Linked DNA regions of Sus scrofa: regions 1 and 2 are each linked to region 3. The links are chromatin contacts, called in public Hi-C maps. All regions are on one chromosome and are shown on one strand. The core of a region is the stretch at or near the end of the contact, and the rest is flanking DNA. Distances in the headings are between cores, read along the strand shown.

Region 1 (4,115 bases), core at 382-2,881, 340 kb before region 3:
GTGTTTAAACTATTTTTTGAATTCGTTTCCAACATTTTAGAATCAGAAGGTTATCACGTGAAAAGTCACATTTGAAGTCGGACTCTTTCAAAGCGCCAAGTGGCAGCTGCCCCTTTAGACACCGCACGCGCTGGCTCACGCTCCCCGCCTGTCCCCTCAGGTACTGGTGCTCACCTTCCCTGGTTTTGTCACAAAGAGCCCTTTCCTTTGAGAGTCTATGAAAATCATTTGAGAAATGATCTCTTGTTATTCCTCTCGGAATCTCTGTTTTCGATTCAGCGTGTGAGTGGAGTTTCTTGTAATGACCTGGGATTCAGGCTGTCGCTTTCCCTGGTGACCCGCCCCAGCTTCGTCACCTCCTCCTCGCCAGCGCTCAGCCCGGACCCACGCCTTCTCTCCCACCTTCTCCGCTCCCCTCCCCCAGGGAGGCAGGTGCCCTGCCTCAGCGCCACTGTGGCAAAGCCATGCTTGTCACACTCTGCTTTTGCTTTCCCTGCCTGTAAGTTCCCCAGGGCAGGGACTGTCTGTTCATGGTGGCATCTTCCTGCCAGTTTCAAGCCTGCTGACAGCGGAATGAGTGAGGACACACACGAAGGCAGCTAGGGTCTTTTATTCTCCCCATGCAGGCTGACTTTAAATACACCCACAGCAACATTTCAGGACCTTCAGTGGACAGGGGACATTTCAACCAGTGCTCCAAAGAGAATCTGGGAATATCCAAACAGAGGCTTCATCTGTTCTTGATTACAGAGCTCTAGAACTGTGAGCCAAGATGCCCAATCTAGAAAAAGTGCTTTCAGTCGGCAGATGTCTTAACATTGTGTAGAAACAACTGCCACTGTCGGTGGCTGCGGACACTTGCTCCTGTTGTAGGCCTTAGCAGCCCCGCCACCTGCCCCACCAGTTACACTGTCAACTCTGTGGGAGGTGGGATGTGGGGTCCACACCCACATCCTTCCTAGGGGGCAGTGCTTGTCCTGGGGACAGAAAAGCTGCACACCATGGTAGCTGCAGTTTAGAAAGGCTTTGCAGGGAGTTCCCATTGTGGTGCAGCAGAAACGAGTCAAACTAGTAATCATGAGGTTGTGGTTAGATCCCTGCCTCACTCAGTGGGCTAAGGATCCCGTGCTGCCCGTGAGCTGTGGTGTAGGCCGCAGACGGGGCTCGGATCTGGCGTTGCTGTGGCCGTGGTGCAGGCCGGCAGCTGCAGCTCCCATTAGACCCCTAGCCTGGGAACCTCATATGCCATGGGTACAGTCCTAGAAAAGACAAAAAAAAAAAAAAAAAAAAAAAAAGGTTTGCAGAACCTGCCAGAAAGAGCTAGGAAAGCTCTGTCTTCATCATATGGGGGTGTCAGAGGTTTGCCCTGGTTTTTAACCTCTTTGGGGTCACAAACCTCTTGCGGAATATGAAAAGTTACAGATCTTTTCCCCGGAAAAATGCAGACACCTATGGGTCTTTCAGACAACCGCAGGGCACTCGGGACTCCCATGCCATTCTTAGCCCTGACTAAGACGCCCTGGAAGCAGGAGGGCGGGTGACTTAGCGTGCTGCCCCTCGCCAGGGCCCAAGTCATTCATTCCGCGGGGAGCGCTGGTGCGACACGCCCCGCCCCAGGGCCGGCCTCCGGGCCCCTCCCCCGCGGCCACGCAGCCGGGCCCGCCCCCGCCCCGCCCCCCGCCCCGCCCCCTCCGCGGCGCCGCTTCCGCACGCGTGACCGCGGCCGCGCGTCGCGCTCTGACGAGTTTCAAGGAGCCGGCTGCTCCCGGGCCGCTGTCGCTCCGGCGCCGGCTGCGGCTGTGGCTGCAGCGGCTGCAGTGCTGCGTCGGGCAGGCTGGGGCGCGGGCCGGGGCCGAGGGCCGGGGCGCCGCGATGGAACCGTGAGTGCCCGCCCGGGCGGGGCGGGCGGGGGTCCCTCGGGCGCCCGGGCCCGGAACTGGGGCGCCGGGGTCCTGCTCCCGGGAACCCTTCCGCGGGAGCCCTCCGCCCACGTGGAGCCCGGGGGGCCGGGGAGGGCAGCGCCGCCGGGGCTTCGTGGGGGTGGCCTGGCGTAGGGACCTCCCCTATCCCCCAGCCTGCCAGCCCGGCTGACTTAGTGGAGACGGGTCGGGGTTCCGGGACCGGCCTTGGCCCGGCGCGCATCCCAGAAGGGCCCTTCCAGGTCAGCCCCGGCCCTGCTGGCTCGGGAGAACCGAGTGACCCCGTCCGTCGCCAGCTCCATGCCTCTCCCGGAGACCCCGCCCAGCCTCCCTGCTGGAAAGGTGGTGACCCCCCTTCCCCGCAGTGGCCCTAGTCCTCACCTCTGTTAAAAGCGCCCTGAGCGCCCCACTGCTTTTTGTGATCTAGCCCAGCGCCAGGTAGACACTTTACAGAGGCTTTTTGCTGATGCTGGCACGTCGGGAGCCTGCTGCGGCCTCTTTAGATCTTGGGGATACCCAGCTTTATGAGTTTTGCAATCTGCTGACTTTGGGCCTATTACCGCTGTGAAGTTAGGGTTTTAATGAGGAAAAAAACCTGCCCAGAGCCCCACAGACGCCAACCCTAAAGCTTGCTTTTGATGCAGCAGCGCACCTGGGTTTCCCCTAGGGGACATCTGAAAAAGAAAGAGAATTAAGTTTAGCCCTTGGGTCCAGAGAAGGAATGCTTGGAGTCCCCTTGCCTCGTGGAGCAGAGTCTGTGACAGGCTTAGGGACCGGTTCCCACTTTTGAAGGCAGCCTTAGGATGGGACTGCGTGAGTTTCTGTCCGTGTTTGGGGTTCGGGGGCGGTAGACCTCTGTTGATTTCTCTAACTGGACCCAGAGACGCAAGATCCGGCTGTTGCCTGAATGCAGACAGGTGTGGTGGAAGGAAAGGCTTTTCCTCCTGCTCAAGTTTCTGACTTCCGGTTGGTCACTTTAGCACAACAAAGGAAACCTGACTGGCCTAGAAAGTCAGTCCCAGGTGCATGTCTTAAAGGTCTTTCTTTTAATCAAGCCCCAGGCGGGGACAGGCCGGTAGTGCTGCCTCCCCACACCTCCAGAGGGCACCATTCATTTGTGGCTTTTGTGTCCAGCACCTCCTGGAGTACCGCACGGTCAGATGCCATGTGGAGTTGTACAAAGTTGTGACTCTCTAGCAAGGGACAAGCAGCGCGTTTAAGAGGTCCTCACAGACCGAGTCTCCTTGGGCCTGCCCTGTAGGCTGGCCCCGTGGTGTGTGGCGGTGTGACCCCTGTTCCTGGGCCCTAGAGAGCTCGAAGTGGGGTGGGCATTCACTGACTGTGGTCCGTGTCTCCTGGAGAGCCGTGTGTGTGGCTGTTAAACTGACAGCGAGTAGACCAAGCCGGACCTCCTCCAACTGAAGGGGGAGCTGGGGGACCACAGTTTGAGTGAAGGGCCTGAGAGGGGTCGTTCCCGCTGTGGGGCTGGCCAACTGGATGCCTCCCGTTGAGCAAGGGGCCAGGAGTGTGCTTCTCTGGAGGTCAGCCAGCCACCTGCGTCCAGCGCTCAGAGTGGCCCAGACCTGGAAATTGAAAAAAGTCTTTGGCAGCAAATAAAAAGCCTACAAAAATCAAAAAAGCCTGCAAATCCGAAGTGTGTTCGGGACTTCAGTGCCTGTTAGGGTCAAAGTGCTCTTGTTGGTGGATGTGACAGGGGGCCCTGTGGCAACAAAGGCGAGAAGTGACAGAAGCTGGAAGAGAATCCGTTGGAAGGACCGGCTGGGGGAGAGAGAGTGGCAGCAGGATCCCGCTGGGCGGGGGTGGATTAGTGAGGGCTGTTGCTCTGTCCTGCCTGCTCTTGTGCCGCCCAGCCTGCTCTTTTTTTTTTTTTTTTTTTTTTTTTTGTCTTTTTGCCATTTCTTGGGCCGCTCCCCTGGCATATGGAGGCTCCCAGGCTAGGGGTCAAATCGGAGCTGTAGCCACCAGCCTACACCACAGCCACAGCAACGCAGGGATCTGAGCTGCGTCTGCAACCTACACCACAGCTCACAGCAACGCTGGATCCCTAACCCACTGAGCAAGGCCAGGGATCAAACCTGAAACCTCCTGGTTCCTAGTTGGATTCATTAACCACTGAGCCACGACGGGAACTCCCCAGCCTGTTCTTTTTTAAATGGCAGGAGAGATTGCCACCAA
Region 2 (4,134 bases), core at 759-3,258, 280 kb before region 3:
CTTTTTACATAAGGGACTTTTGAATGGATACAAGGTTCCCTCTGAGCCCTGGAAATACCTTCACGGCAGCCCCGGGGCCTCAGTCCACGAGCATCCTGGTGGGATAAAGGCAGAGAACCCTGCTCTGGGCAGGGAATTTTCCCCCTGGCTGGGCTGCTGGCCCGTGGCCCTGTTCCAGCAAGGCCCCTGTGCATCCAGGAGGGTCGAGAGCTGACTGCCTGAAGCCCCCTCACTGGCTGTCCTCCAAAGTCATACTTGCAGACAAAGCCAACTGGCCAAGATAATGAAAATTTGCAGTTATCTTACAGAGGTTAAATTATTTTTCAAAGTTTAAAGGCTCCTTCCAAGAGACTTTGGTGACCCTAAACCATACAGGAAAGTCCCTGCGGTTAAAATATGAAAAAGGGTGAAGGGCATTTCAATGGGCTTTTAGTGGAAAGTACAGCAGTTGCACAAACCACTGGGCAGTTCCAACTTCCAAGGACAGATAACCATGGACCAAGAGGAGAGTTACAGAGCTCCAGGTAACTACATGAAGTTTGCTCTGCAGAGGCTGTTGGGAGGAGTGGTGTGGATACCGAGGGCAGGCCCTCTAGAAGGCAGACAAGGATACACGGGCCTTATCCTGCGCACAACACCCATCACGTTCAGCTCCTTTGTTCTCAGATACGTAGTTGAGATCTGGAATAATGAAGTCACTTAGCCACCTCCCTGGTGAGAGCCAGGATAAGGTGCAGAGAAACAAAATGCCAGGATACCAGGCTTCTTTCTACATTGCCATTTTCCTTCTTAAAGTTTTACTCAATATTCCTATCATACAAGCCTTTTTCCAATATGATAGGAGTTAACAGCTTACAGGGAAAAGCTTCCCTTGGCTAGCTGCTCCTGAACCACCGTTTCTCCCAATGACCCCTGGTCGCTACCATCATTCAAACACTGCTGACGACATTGCCACAGAAAGCTGTGCTAGGTAGGAAACTAGATAAAAATTGAAACTCTGAGATCAGTCCTTAGGCCTTACATATATATTCTTTTCCCCTCAAAACATTCTTGCGTAAATTTCGAAAATGGTAAAAATATCAAACCTTACCGTATTTATCTACACTTTTTATTTCTGACAGGCTGCATAATACACAGGACTCCATTCATCTGTATTTCAACAAGAATTATTTAGCAAAAAGACGGGCAACTTATTCTTCTCTAAGAGCAGTTCCCTTGGTATAATATTCCCTGAATGCTCATAAGCTTGAAGCAAAGCCAGGTAACAACACACTGTTACGATGAATGGCTTCTGCTGGGCAAATTACTGTATGCTTTATGCTGCTGCTCCACTGGGGCAATAAGAGGTGGCTTTTTTCCCCACAAACAGAAGCTTCCTACAGCTCAAACTCAAGCGGAAATGTACGTATGGTGGCCTGGGTGGGAGTGAGGCCAGCAGAGAACAGGTGTAGAACCAAAGACAAAGGCAGGTTCTCCTGTGGTACACGTGTGCCTTTTGCCCACCGCCTGAGCATCAAATCTGCCCGACTGGACGGACTTGGAAGATATAACTGTACGTGCGGGTCGCGCATGCTGCTCACTGCGGAGTCTTGCAAATTTCAGCCAGCGGACGCACCAGCGGCCTCCGTCTTCCCCACCCCAGGGCGGGGTCTGCACACGGAATCAGAGGGGCGAGGGACCGCGCTCTCCCGGGGACGCACGCGGCGCGCGCGCCTTCACGCCCCGCCCCCGAGCCCCGCCCTGGGCAGGACAACGACGCCGGGAGTCCGCCGGGCGGGGGTTCGCCGGGAAGCGCGCCGCAGGGCACCGCTGCAGGCAGCCGGCGCCGGGGACGGCCGCCCCCCACATCCCGACACAGCCCGGGTGCCGGCACACGCCCCTGGCGGCCGCCGCCCACCCGCACCCGGAACTCCCAGCCTCCGCCCTTCCCGCCGTCGACACGGCCGTTACCTCCTCGGTAGCCTGGTAGTCTTCCATCTTCCCTCCTGCGAGTCGCCTCCGCCTCCCTGAGTGGAGCGCACTGCGCAGGCGCACTCAGGCCCCGCCCCGCGCTCGCGTCCGGCCCCGCCCTCCCCTAGGGCCCCGCCCAGGCCGCTCTAGGGCGCCGCCCTTACCCTGGGGCCTGTGCCGCCCTGGCCCGCCCGGCGGGTATTTGGGATGAGCCCTTGCCGCTCTGGTTCTCCGGGGTGGGGGTGGGGGTGTTTACCGCGGGAGCCCCACCCCGGTGTCCCGGCAGCTCCCTGGGCCGCTGCAACTGAAACAAAACAAACGGACAAGCCAGTCCGGGAGGGGGAGAGTCTTCCCGGCCCCTCCCTCCAGTTTGTACTGGGTGGGTTAATTTGAACGTTCAAGCGGGTTTGGACACCTAGTACAGACTGCAAAGTGATTTCTCAACATGATGGGAAGTCTGAGATAGTGTTTGCAGTCCCCTTGGGGATCCAGGATCAGGAACTTTAGTTCTAAACGAAACCTTCCTTTGGGGGAGGTAAGTTTTTCATATAAATGAGATTCTTTTTTTTTTTTTCTTCAAGCACCATTAAAAAAAAAAAAAAAGGCCTTTTGGTTGGAAAATGTAAAATGCTGCATACTTTGTGATTGCCTTAAGCAGCATGACCTAGACGTACACTTAACTTGTATAGGGTCGTTATAAAAATTAGTAATTGCTCTGGGCTCTGGATTCTCTCCAGGAATAGCTGGGTCTATGCACCTGCTTGCATGTGAGTGAGGCTCAGACCTTTGACTTTGGGGCTACTTTCTCTGTTGTTTTCTTTTAACCACGCCTTCGAAGTCAAATGTCACTTCTTACCTCACCAAATCCCAGGAGTTAAAACCCACTTCCTCCTCCTAGGAAGGGCTGACCACAGCACCCTGAGTCTGGGTAGAATGAAGCGGTAGAGCCCACGTTCAGTCACATCTGCAGCCCTTGTTTCCACTTCTAGAATCTAAGTTCCATGCTGGCAAAATCCATTTTATTCACCAATGTATCCCCTGCCCCTTTCACTGTACATGGTAAATATTTTAATTTAAAATGTGTTGAAGGAGTTCCCATTGTGGCACAGCGGAAACAAATCCAACTAGGAACCATGAGGTTGCGGGTTTGATCTGTGGCCTTGCTCAGTGGATTAGGGATCTGGTGTTGCTATGAGCTGTGGTGTTGGTCGCAGACACGGCTCAGATCTGGCAATGCTGGGGCTGTGGCTTAGGCTGGCCGCTGTAGCTCTGACTGGACCCCTGGCCTGGGAACCACCATATGCTGTGGGTGCGGCCCTCAAAAGACAAAAGACAAAAAAAAAAATGTATTGAGTGACTCATCTCCCCACACATTAGTTCCGCTTTATACCCAGTTGCAGAGAACTGAGTAGAGGGAGGTGCAGTCGCCTGCCTCCTTGTGGGAAAGGGGGGCACAGAGGAGGGCAGAGAGTGAAAGGCACGAGAGGGCCCTGCCCTGAACACCTGACCTGAGCAAGGGGACCTGCTCAGTGGGGACAGGCTGTTCGCTCCAATTCTTAACTCTCTCTCTCTTTTGAGTTTTGGTTTCTTCCTGTTATGTGGCTTCAGCTCACCTGTTCCAGTGTTTCAGCCTCGAACCTCAGTCTCCATATGATTCTATGTCTGGCATTTCTTTTTGGGGGGCTGCCTCTGCAGCATCTGGAGGTTCCCAGGCTAGGGGTCGAATTGGAGCTGCAGCTGCAGCCTATACCACAGCCACAGCCATATTGGATCCGAGCCACATGTGTGACCTACACCACAACAACAGGTCCTTAACCCACTGAGCAAGGCCATGGAATCAAACCCATATGCTCATGGATACAGGTCAGGTCTGTTACCACTGAGCTACATGGGAACCCCTCCCACTCTCTTCTAATTCTCCTCGGCTACTCTGTGGTGGCCCCAGAGGCCCACTAGCTGTGTGTCTTAGAATTATGTGCAAAGCAAGAGTGAACAGGTTCTGAGTAGGTTCCGGACATCTTTTCTAAGTTGCTCTGCAGCCTTTTAAGAACTTCCTAATTCAAATGTGTCCTGAATGGCTACTGGGATAGTGTTGCCAAAATCTCACCTGCTTCTGTACCCCGATGCCAAATAGAAACATGGAGACAGACTTGGAGGAAACAGAAAAAGTAGCTTTAATTGCCA
Region 3 (3,980 bases), core at 331-2,830:
TCCATTATACTGCCTTTGCCCTTTGTCGGGATCAGCTGAGTATACTTGTGGTTTATTTCTGGACCCTCTATTCTACTCCATTGATCTATTCATCTGTTCTGTCACAAATATCAAATTGTCTTGATTAGTTTTATAGTAAGTCTTGATGTTATAGTACCAATTTTGTTCTTATCCTTCAATGCTGTATTGGCTCTTCTGGGTCTTTTGACTTTCCAAACTTTAGAGTCAGTTTGTTGACGTCTGCAAAAAATAAGCTGGAGTCTTGATGGGGACTGCACTGATCCTATAGAACAAGTTGGGAAGAACTGACATCTTGACAATACAGAGTCATCCTATTCATTAACATGAAATGTTTCTCCATCGAGTAGTTTGGTTTCGTTCATCAGAGTTTTGTGTTTTTCCTCATATAAATCTTACACATATTTTGTTAGATTTATACCCCCAATCTTCACTTACAAGGGGTGCTAATTTTAATAGTATTGTTTTAATTTTAAATCCCATTTGCTAATTGCTGATACATAGTAAGGATATATAGTAAATTAACTTTGTATATTAATCTTGCATCCTGTCACCCTACTTTAATCACTTATTTGTTTCAGGAGGCTTTTTTTGTTCTTTCAGATTTTCTACATAGACAATCAGGTCATCTGTGAATAAAGACTGTTTTATTTCTTCATTGTCAAGCCATATACTTATATTCTTTTTATTGTATTAGCTAAGACTCAGTATGATATTGAAAACGAATGGTGAGAGGGGACATCCTTGCTTTGTACCTAATCTTAGTGGAAAAGCTTCTAGTTTCTCATCACGGTGTCAGCTGCAGGTATTTTTGGTAAATATTCCTTACCAAGTCGAGGAATTTCCCTCATTCCTAGTTTACTGAGAGATTTTTTTGTTTTGTTTTGTTTTTTTCCAAATCATGAATGGATGTTGACTTTTGTCAAACACTTTTCCTGCAGCTATTGATATGATCATGTGATATTTCATTTTTAGCCTATTTTTGTGATAGATTACATTAATTGAATTTGAAATGTTAAACCAAGCTGGCATTCCTGGGATCAATCCCACTGAGGCGCCCTGTGCCGAGGGGCTCTGTGTGTGTGGACTCACACCTTCAATATTTCAGCAGTTGACAACTCTGACTTAGCTTCTAACTCCTGCTTGTGTAGCTCCTCAAGGTCAGCCAGGGGTGAGAGAAGAGGGCCTTCCCAGGGCTTTCCTGGGCCTGCAAACAACCCTACAAAGCACCCTACATGTAGATTCCCAGGAACATGCTGAAGCTTTTCAAAACCCCCTATGGACATCTCATTCCTCAGATTTCCTTTTCAAGGGTTTTGGCCAGCCTCCTGCTTTCTCTGACTGGCATTTTTGCCTAGGGCAGCTGTGATATTAGAATAGTGCTGCTGATTCTTTTTTCTTTCTTTCTTTTTTTTTAAACAAAAGTCCTGGTGTTAGGACTTTCCTCACTTAGCAAGCTCTTAGTCAGATCAAATAAAGATAAGCTCTGTTAAAGGGCTTACCCAGGGAGCTGCCAGAGAGGTCAAACAGTGACAGTTTTCTGGAGATGTGGCTTTTCCAGGGAGCCCCGAGCATGTTCTGCTCCCTCCAGTGGCTGATGGGCTGCTGGTTTTCTCAGTTACCATGGTTTTGAGTCTGTTGGTTTTCAAGGCTACTGTGGAGCTGGGAAGAATGAGATGGGAATAGGCCAAGTTTAAATGCCACTCTTCTGAGATTCAGCCATTTTCCTTAAATAAATGCTCTTCACTGATGCAAGCCTCTGGTTAATTTCCAGAGTTCTGAAAATGTTATTTTTTGGATAATTTTTGCCTGTGTTCTCATTGCTTTTATGGAGGAGCTGATTTCAGAAGTCCTTACTCCACCATTCCAGAAGTGCTTCTTCCATAAGCATTAATTTTTGTACTGTGCTGTAATGTAACATGTTTCAAGACCTTCTGTGGAATATTCCATTTTTGCCCTAAACTTCTGCGCCTTGTGAACTATTTTTTCCTGCTTTTATTCTGCCTTTATTTTTCTTCTAAATGTTAGCCCACCATCTTTCTACAGCAGCTCTCTCCTTGTCAGTATACTACTTCTAACACGCTGCGGGCTTAATAATCAAACAGCGAATCCGTGTAGCAATGTTAGAATGGTTTGCATGGTCCGCTGCAAGAGGTGTGGGTCTTGTGACACTGTGACTACTCAGAAATCACTTTGGCTTCCTCTCTTCTATATTCTAAAAATGAGGTTTCCAGATATCTGAATTTAGAGGAAGTGAGCTGGTTATGTCCAGATCACACTCTTTGCTAAGTCAGATTCATCTACAGTCAGACGCCTAATTCTGGGAGACATGAGTGAAGATGGCTTTGACCAAGTAGGATTTTCAAGGAAGCAGTAACCAGGATGGAGAGTGAGAAAGCTCTGAAATTATGTCACATGAGGAATAGTGGAAAGGTGGTGATACGTCATTGGGAAAAAGAAAAACTTGGAAAAAAAGAAAAACCACTGGAGTATAGGATAGACTGATACAGTAATAAAATTATTCTGTCTCCCTCCACCATAACCATGCCACTTTGTAACAGCTTATAAGCCAAAAAGCATAAGTTATAATGGGACAGATTTTGACTTAGTCAGTATAAAAGAAATTTCTAATAATGAGAACCGCACACTATAACTCACTATGTGCCATAGCCTGAGGACCCTGTATTGGATAGAAGACTAGAGAATATGACAGCCAAGGTCATATCCTTTTCTTTTTTGCGGGGAGGTGGGGGGCGCGCACACATATATGGAAGTTTCTGGGCCAGGAACTGAATCTATGCACAGTAGCGACACGAGCCGCTGCAGTGACAACATTGGATCTTTAATCCACTGTGCCACAAGACAACTAAGGTCAGGTACTTGCAACACTATTTTAAGCATCTAAGATACAGGCTGGGGCCCACTGCCACCCCTACAGAGCTGGCCGACGACTTTAGGCAAGATAAAAAAATATCCAGTGCGAGTCTAGAGTCTCCAAGGTGTACAAAATATTTTTGAACTCTGTCTACCAAGATCTCTTTATGGTCATTAAATTACGTATGAAGTTGGAGGCAAGCTGACTTTACCTTAGGGGTTTACTGACATCTAGTGGTTAATATAAATATCAATATAATCCAAAATGTTAAAGATACGATCATTTCAAAAAATAAAAATGTTTAACAAAATTGTAATTTATAAAAATTATAAATGCATACAATAATAAAAATGTATTCACATTTCAAACTTTTCAAAAAGAATTTAAAATTCTTTTTTTTTTTTTTTTTTTTTTGTCTTTTTGCTATTTCTTGGGCCACTCCCGCGGCATAGGGAGGTTCCCAGGCTAGGGGTCAATCGGAGCTGTAGCCGCCGGCCTACGCCAGAGCCACAGCAACGCAGGATCTGAGCCGCGTCTGCAACCTACATCACAGCTCACGTTAACCCACTGAGCAAGGGCAGGGACGAACCCGCAACCTCATGGTTCCTAGTTGGATTCGTTAACCACTGCGCCACGACGGGAACTCCCTAAAATTCTTTAAATGTTGTTTTTAAACTGAAATTTCAAACTCCAGTATCTTGTTGATTTTATTTATAAGTAAACTTATAAAGCCATTACTGTACCTTTAACTTACATATTTCATTTATGCTACTTTCATGGCTTATGCAAAACAGAAAAATATCATATAAACTATCAATTTATTAAATTTTAATTTGTAAGTTGAAATCACTAAAACAATGAGGTAAATATGCTTTAATTGAAAGGGAGAATTATAGATATCAATCCAATACCATTAACACTTGTTTTTCAGGATAGTGACACCTGATTTGCAACCTTTTTTTTGGGTCTCTGACTGTGAACAAGCTTGGGGAAGGCTGGTTCTGGAACTATGGCTAAAAAAACAATAAATGCTATTTGATCTATCGGAATTAAATCTGTATTTGGGCCTCTTCATAATGCCTTTCTT

The links. A called contact is a pair of places that touch in the nucleus more often than the background predicts.
Region 1: a contact with region 3 is called in a Hi-C map of embryonic fibroblasts, with 3 times the contacts expected there. The contact joins two enhancer-like sites. A contact is called at or near these places in 1 of 5 promoter capture datasets (liver), 8 of 47 Hi-C or Micro-C datasets (embryonic fibroblasts, fetal heart ventricle, fetal skeletal muscle and 4 more) and 1 of 2 datasets of contacts at active chromatin or transcription factors (alveolar macrophages).
Region 2: a Hi-C map of embryonic fibroblasts shows a contact between it and region 3, with 1.9 times the contacts expected there. The contact joins the promoter of DYNLT1 here to the enhancer-like site in region 3. A contact is called at or near these places in 2 of 47 Hi-C or Micro-C datasets (embryonic fibroblasts and heart right ventricle) and 2 of 2 datasets of contacts at active chromatin or transcription factors (alveolar macrophages and skeletal muscle).

What each region holds. Positions count from the first base shown.
Region 1 is chr1:8,607,782-8,611,896 of Sscrofa11.1, reverse strand. The region is part of intron 6 of TMEM181 (transmembrane protein 181); the gene reads left to right. Among named protein-coding and RNA genes, the nearest start is that of TMEM181, 33 kb to the left of the region's middle. Within about 2 kb of position 1,631, at least 50 of the 83 cell types and tissues checked have an H3K27ac peak or open chromatin away from gene starts, as enhancers often do. A contact at or near this core is called in embryonic fibroblasts, where this site is marked.
Region 2 is chr1:8,553,957-8,558,090 of Sscrofa11.1, reverse strand. DYNLT1 (dynein light chain Tctex-type 1) reads right to left here and starts at 2,008. Exons shown (of 5, transcript NM_001145385.1): 1 at 1,951-2,008. The coding sequence starts at 1,977.
Region 3 is chr1:8,271,266-8,275,245 of Sscrofa11.1, reverse strand. No RefSeq gene overlaps it. Among named protein-coding and RNA genes, the nearest start is that of RSPH3, 30 kb to the right of the region's middle. Within about 2 kb of position 1,580, at least 16 of the 83 cell types and tissues checked have an H3K27ac peak or open chromatin away from gene starts, as enhancers often do. A contact at or near this core is called in alveolar macrophages and embryonic fibroblasts, where this site is marked.